Regions from separate parts of the Mus musculus genome. Here region 1 is linked to region 2. The links are chromatin contacts, called in public HiChIP or PLAC-seq maps. All regions are on one chromosome and are shown on one strand. Each heading gives the region's core, a stretch centred on a gene start, on an enhancer-like site or on the middle of the called end of the contact. The rest is flanking DNA. Distances are from core to core; before and after follow the strand shown. Region 1 has its middle 5.8 kb from the start of Mir129-1. Region 2 overlaps Snd1 (staphylococcal nuclease and tudor domain containing 1).

Region 1 (3,489 bases), core at 94-2,593, 150 kb before region 2:
CCTCGGCTGGAGCTGGGCCGCCCTCCCATGCTGCTCAACTCCTGCATCACTAGTGATGGGATACAGCTGGCGTCCATAGGTCAAACAATGGTGGAGGACAAATCCAGGGCTGGAGGAACTCAGGAAGCTGAGACTCTCCAAGATGGATGGGATGAGGGAGAGAAGTCTGGAAAGCTTCTCCAAAGAGGTTGAGTTTGGGTAGTTATGGGAAAGTTTGAGGTAGTTTGAGAGCAGATAAAAGACACAAAGTATCAAAACACAGAGAGGGAAGGGAACGAAAAGACTTCCACCAAAGCTTGGTGTTCCCCCCAGCGGATAGGTTTGCAGATCCACCAGTGGGCCGTGGGCCATCTCTAAAGGGTTTTGAGCAGGAAATGGAAGCAGGACAGGCTGGAGGTAGGACGTAGAGTTATAATGAACTAATGAGCAGCAATGGGGTGCAGATTAGCTTAGGTAGGTGGGAGGAGACTGAGCTGCAGCAAACGTAGGATATAATATAGACAAGAAAGGAAGGGGTACTTACAGGTGGGGAGAGGGGTCCCAGTGAAGAAGGAAGGGAGGCTGCCCCAAGAGGAGATAAGGTGGCTAGATCTTATACCACAAGCAGTCCAGTTCAATAAGGAGGTGTGAAGGACCCATGATGCACAGGGATCAGCAATGTCCTCAAGGAGGATTCGGTAATGAGGACAGCACACGAAGGGTAGAAAAATGACAGGAGGAGGCAGAGATAGAAGCTAGAGCGGGGAGGGAGGTGTGCAGTTTGAGGGGCGGGGGGTGTGTGTCACTGTGCTATGGTCACCTCTACTCTTCCAGGATGATTTCCTCAGCACTGTCCCCCAACCTAAGATGCCAAAGTTGACCAAGACAGCGAGGAAGGCTCCAGCCCCGCCCTGGGAAAGTCCTCAGAGTCATGGTTTGGCTCACACAAAGGAAAGGATGCACGCCGAGCAGAGGCTGAGCCCACACTCCAAAAGAGTGTGTGAGTGACCTTGGGTCCACTGTGCGAGAGCTGTCACTGCTCCTGCCACGGTGGCAGCTCTATTTTCTTATTCCTTATTTTAAAAGTCTCAAGGTCGAACTGCTAAATGTTTCAGAAGCTCTCTATTTGTCCCTGGCCACCCCTCCCCCCCCTCCCCCTGCCCTGCCCTGAGGAGGACCTGGTGCCCTTGTGATCTCAGAGACTAGTGGCTTCCTACCAGTGCACTCCACAGGAGCTCTTGCTCCTCCAATCCCCCCAAATTTAAATGCAAATCTGCTTTTCTTCCTCCACCACCAGAGAAACCCTTAAGTGGCGCTCTTAAAAGTAATTCCCGTCCAATCACCTGCCTTCAGCCCACGCATCTCCTGTGTCAATCTTCTCCTCTCCCTGGACGCTCCAGCCTTATTGGCATGCCTCCAGCTCCTTGAAGACTCCACGCTCGCCTCGGGGTCTTTGCCCTTGCTGTCCCCTCTTCAGGGAACGGGGTCCCTCCCACTTCTGCGGATAACTCCGGCACTGCCTGCAGCAGCGAGCTTAATTATCACTCCCTCCAAGAGACCTTCCCCGAGCACCCAAATTAAACTGACCCTGTTAGTCTACAGCAGAGCTGCCTGTGCTCCCTCCGCGCGCGCTTACATCTCTGTTTGCAGATCTATATGCATGGCTGTGATTCCTTTGTTGGTGGACTTAATGTTTGTCCGTCCCACCGGACTGGCTCCCCGAGGATAGAAGCCCTGCCTGTCTTATTAGCAGCTATACGCCCAGCACTCATAATTAGTGTTGACGGGATGAAAGGGAAGGTGGATGGAACAAAGCAGGCAGGAAGCATAGAAGGAAGAGGTAAGAAGGGTGGTCTGTCCTAGGTCCAAAGCAGACCCTCAAAATGACGGGGCTGGAGGCAACGTCCGGAACAGGAGTCTAACCTGGTGAGCAGAAGCCTGAAGGTGGGTTTCTGTTTACCAGAAAAGCAGATCTCTAACACGTTTTTTTAGGGGAGGGTTAACCAGGCCTAGGTCACAATGTCTCAGAGCCTCTGCTCTTGGTCCTGCCTGATGTCCTTAATTCTTTCCCCCAAGGTCACCCACCTCAGGCTGACCTTATAGTTCTTGGTCATGAATAATCTGTACTAGCTCAAGGACCATCACCCTGTTGACTGCCCTATAAAATCTGCTTCCTTTTCTGCCATTTTGCTTCTCCCCGCCCCCACCCCCACCTCCAGAGACAGCCTTGGCAATCTGAGCCCCCAATAAACCTTTCCATCCATGTGGTGGTCCAGCTTGGTGAGCTCACTGAGCCTTCCGTTGAGTCAGATAGCAGGATCTCTGGGTTGGGGGTCCTCGACTATGCTAAGATTCAGGTGGACAGAAAGATGCTTGACCAGAGTCTGCAGGGGACTTTGCCCTAATATGCCCATTCGTCACCAACAGGTCACAACGATGACACAAGAGCACAGGCTCCCTGATCACAGGTGGGTGCTTTCTGGTTACTACTCCCCGGGAAGTAAGAGGCAGAAGAAAGAAGATCAGGCAGAGGGAGACCAAGGAGTAGCCAGAAATGTGACCAAGAGAAAGCAGCCAATGAAAAAGTCACTGTCAACACACACGAGCCAGTAGACATCAGGCAGGACCAAGAGCAGAGACTGAAGCGTTGTGACCCAGGCCTCAGTGTCTTAACCAAGTGATGCTGGTCAGGGGACAAGGTAGACCCTTGTCTCAGCTTGTTTTATGAGCCTCACTGCTGCCAGTGGAGAGAGACTCACATCGCTCATGGCCCTAGTAAGTGTAAGTGGGTTCTACAGGCAGCAATTGGCTGAAAAGCTCTCTCTTTAAGGGCCACACCGTTCTGTTGTAATTGCAATTAAATGCAAGTGACCCGCCCTCCCCTGAGAGTTCTGGGAGAGGGTCCAATAGGCAAATAAATATTCCTCCGTTCCATGGCAGGGATGTGGTTTTGTTCCCACCAAAAGTTCTGTGGAAGTTTGGTAGCTGTGTTGTGGGGAGGGGTTGACAGGGATCCATGCTTTTCTCTGGAGGCTGGGTGAGGGCTCTGGAGAGTCAGATTGTAACGTGGGCCTGCCTCTGTGTCCTCTCCCTGCCTTCCACACACAAACGCACCCACTTGCACTTTCTCCTCTCCTTGAGAAGCATACAGCTCTCACCAGAGACGGAAAAGAGGGTCGCATCTTGCTCTTGACCTTGCAGAGCTGAGAGGCAAAGTAAATGGATCGTCTTATAAACGACCTATTTTCAGACATTGTGTTACAGCCACAGAAATCGGACAAGATGCTGTGTAATTTCATACTGCGATTCCGTCACCTGGTGGGTGACTCATCTTTTGTTGGTTTAGCTTCATTTTTCTTGATTTGTCGCCTGCCTGGCAACAAGTTGTCCCTTGTAATTTTCTCTGCTGAGTATTTATTTCCCTTAGTTCGTGTTAAAATAGAAATATTTCTTCCTTGAGCGTTCCTTGCTAATTTATAGGCCAGTATTTATATTCTTTTTATCAGCTCA
Region 2 (3,151 bases), core at 277-2,776:
CAGCTTCTTCCTCTATGGCTTGGCTGGTTTGTTGCCAATAGGTTCAAGTGGTGTAACCTTGGTCTCAAAGTCTGGCAGAACCCTAAGTATGGTAGCTTGAGAAATGGGGAATCTTTATAAGTAGGCTAGAGGGCATGGTAGCATGTACACACAATCTCGGAACTCTGGAGCGTGAGGAAGGAGGATTCTGAGTCTCCCTCGGTGTACATAATGAGATTTTGCTGCAACACAATTACCACTATCACCAAACCAACCACTCAGCCAACCAACCAACCAACCACTCAGCCAACCAACCAACCAACCAACCAACCAACCAATCAAACAAAAGATGGGACCTGGTGGAAGATATCCCTCTTTGGAAGGGCCAGCTTGTTACAGAAGAGTCAGCCCACTCCCTCCCCACTTCTTATTTTCTGTCTGTTTATCATAAACTGCTTTTCTTTCACAGGTGCTCCAGACAGAATGCCATCCACCACGACGACGTCAGTGCTGGTGACAATGCATCCTCTCCGGCTTCCCAAACTGTGAGCCCAAATAAACTAATTAAAAACAAACCAAAAACCAAAGCACCAACCAAAGTAAAAATACCCTAAACAAACAAACCAAAACAACCCACAACAAAACACCCTAAACTGATAAACAAACAAACCTCAAACTAACCAGTGTCATTTATTCTGTTATAGCAACAGCAGACAGTCAAAGACTGCAACCCACTCATTTTGCCTTTTGTGAGAATGTGAGTGGAATTGCAGGGCAAGCAGAGCATAACTGAGATCCTCGCTGGCGAAGAGAGGGCTCATGCCGTGGATTTGGGTTTTCCACCGTCACTGATGCTGCATCAAAGCTGTGGTGAGGCTACCACGGCTAGAGTGAGAACTCGAGGAGACACTTCACCTTAATATAGTAGCAGCTTAACACGGCCAACTCAAGCCTCCCCTCGCGGCCACACACATACCAACGTCTTTCAGAGACGATGAACATTAACACAATGTAATTAATAATTCAATGCTCTGGGAGCTGGGAGGCTGTGCCTATGAAAGGCCTCCTGGGTCTCATTACCATCAGTGCAGTGCAGTGGGGAGTGGGCAGGCTTGAGGCGGGCAGCAGCAAGCTCTTTCATACTCGGCTGGCACAGTGTGGCTCCGTTCTCATCAATACCTCCTTGAGATGCCCTGCCACCTCTATACCACATGATCTTTCATGACTAACTCATATCAATAATTGCTTTTCCAAATAATTTATTTTCTGACATCTTAGCACTGAGCCATGCCAAAGCCCTAGGAATGCCCAGAAGTCCAGACAGGGTGGCAGAATAGAAACTAAGGCCAAGAAGCTACTGGAAACACAGGGAAAGCCTGGGTAACAAGAGAGAGGACTGGGCTAGAAGGACCTCCTTCTCCCCCACCTCTATGGTGAGGATGATGAGAGGGTGGGAACACATTTTCCATCCTGCCTGAGGCAGAGAAGCAGAAGCCAAGGCGATCAGCATCGTTGGAGTCTGCTGGGAAATGGAAACCTGCTGACTCCAGGCCTTTGCAAGCGGTAACACAGTTTACAAACTGACGCAATCTGTTCCTTTGGTGCAGACAATAAGGAAAGCAGACTGTTCATCTTCCCAGGAAAACCCCAGGCTGGAGGCCTGAGGGAGAGTTAACTCTCTCTTCCCCGAGCTTCACACAGGAAATGTGACAGATCTGGAAGGAGCTTGGACTGTTCCTCACCAAGCAAGAGGCATGCTCTGAGATTTTTCTGAATGGTTCTGATCCTTCTGGTGCTTGCTAGCTCATGTGGAGAGTGGTCTTAGCCAAAGGGAGGCAAGACGACTGTTTTCTTACCCAAGCCCAGCCAGTGTATTCTCTGGCTTCAAAAGCTATACCTGCCTTGAAGGAACACGGAGCTAGGTTTCAGCCTATTTTTGTAGTAGGAAATCAATGTGTGTATGATCTATGTAGCAAGTGCCCAAGGCTAGCAAATCTCTTGCATGGACTATAAGTAACTAGATGTCCTACAGGTCATGTTCAAATGGCAGTTTTCCATCGGAGACCCCCAATTCTCAAGCTCCTTTACCCAACACACTGCGGGCAATGTCACTGAGAGGCCCTCTACTTTGCTTAGACTGAACACCCACTTAGATTGGCATCCATGGTTATTTCTTTCCTCTCCATCCATTTTTTTTGTTTTTTTTTGTTTTTTTTGAGACAGGGTTTCTCTGTAGCCCTGGCTGTCCTCGAACTCAGAAATCCACCTGCCTCTGCCTCCCAAGTGCTGGGATTAAAGGTGTGTGCCACCACACCTGGCTCTCTTCATCCATTTTAAAGGGAAAAAGAAACCCACAAGGCATACACTCTCTCCTTTAGGTCACCGTAGATACCTGCTTCTGTCACTTACCTTCTACACTGCCTTTCTGGCTACTGCCCATCACCACCATCCAGATCTTAACCCGGCCTGCCCACCTTTCTCCCCTCATCCAGAGCTTTCTGCAAGTGCCCACTCCCTCCATCCCACTCTCCCTGTCCAATGGACCAGTTCCTACAGTCACTGTTACCTCACAAGGTCACTCAGGACCTCTTCATTGCCATTTTCATAATTTCTTTGCAGACTTCATCATTTCTGACCTTTCAAATGATCTGACCAAGCTAAGCAACCCCTATCTTTTTGAAACAGTCTGTTTTTAGATCTCTGATCTTCAATCTTGGCTTTTTCTTGATCTTAGCTGAGAATTCTTCCTCAACAGCATGACCTCTAAACACAGATATTCCCAGGGCATATTGTGGAGAGTTCTTCCATTCTATTACTCTGAGTGGCCAGTATACCCACAGCCCAGGCCTCACTACCAAATTCAACCGTACCAGGGAGTGAGTCCAACCCTCACTCTGTCACCTTTACTAGGAAGCCCTCTCTTCTCAGGTGGCAGTGAGGGTCACTTCTTGGGCTCCAGGTACTGTCACAATGACTCCACTCATTCTGACTCTACTGACTGATACTCTTCCTTCTTTATCTGCACTGCCCCACACTTCAGGCTGGATCTTGGCTGTAGGTAACACCTTCCTCACTGCTGTCTTCAACAGCCTCTCTCTGTTCTCACAGGGTGTGGCTTTTTCTAGGCAATGCGGCACAATGGTTAGATGCAGGCTCTGGAGCCAGATTACCT

The links. HiChIP or PLAC-seq counts read pairs in DNA pulled down with a chosen protein or histone mark.
Region 1: a contact with region 2 is called in an H3K4me3 HiChIP or PLAC-seq map of forebrain, with 4 times the contacts expected there. The contact joins two enhancer-like sites. A contact is called at or near these places in 3 of 39 promoter capture datasets (the 3T3-L1 cell line, 3T3-L1-derived adipocytes and hippocampal neurons), 1 of 484 Hi-C or Micro-C datasets (ventricular fibroblasts), 3 of 115 datasets of contacts at active chromatin or transcription factors (embryonic stem cells and forebrain) and 1 of 9 other capture datasets (embryonic stem cells).

The regions. Positions count from the first base shown.
Region 1 is chr6:29,015,050-29,018,538 of GRCm38.p6, reverse strand. No RefSeq gene overlaps it. Among named protein-coding and RNA genes, the nearest start is that of Mir129-1, 5.8 kb to the left of the region's middle. Within about 2 kb of position 1,343, at least 27 of the 459 cell types and tissues checked have an H3K27ac peak or open chromatin away from gene starts, as enhancers often do. A contact at or near this core is called in forebrain, where this site is marked.
Region 2 is chr6:28,863,221-28,866,371 of GRCm38.p6, reverse strand. All of the region lies in intron 16 of Snd1 (staphylococcal nuclease and tudor domain containing 1), which reads right to left. Among named protein-coding and RNA genes, the nearest start is that of Lrrc4, 33 kb to the right of the region's middle. Within about 2 kb of position 1,526, at least 79 of the 459 cell types and tissues checked have an H3K27ac peak or open chromatin away from gene starts, as enhancers often do. A contact at or near this core is called in forebrain, where this site is marked.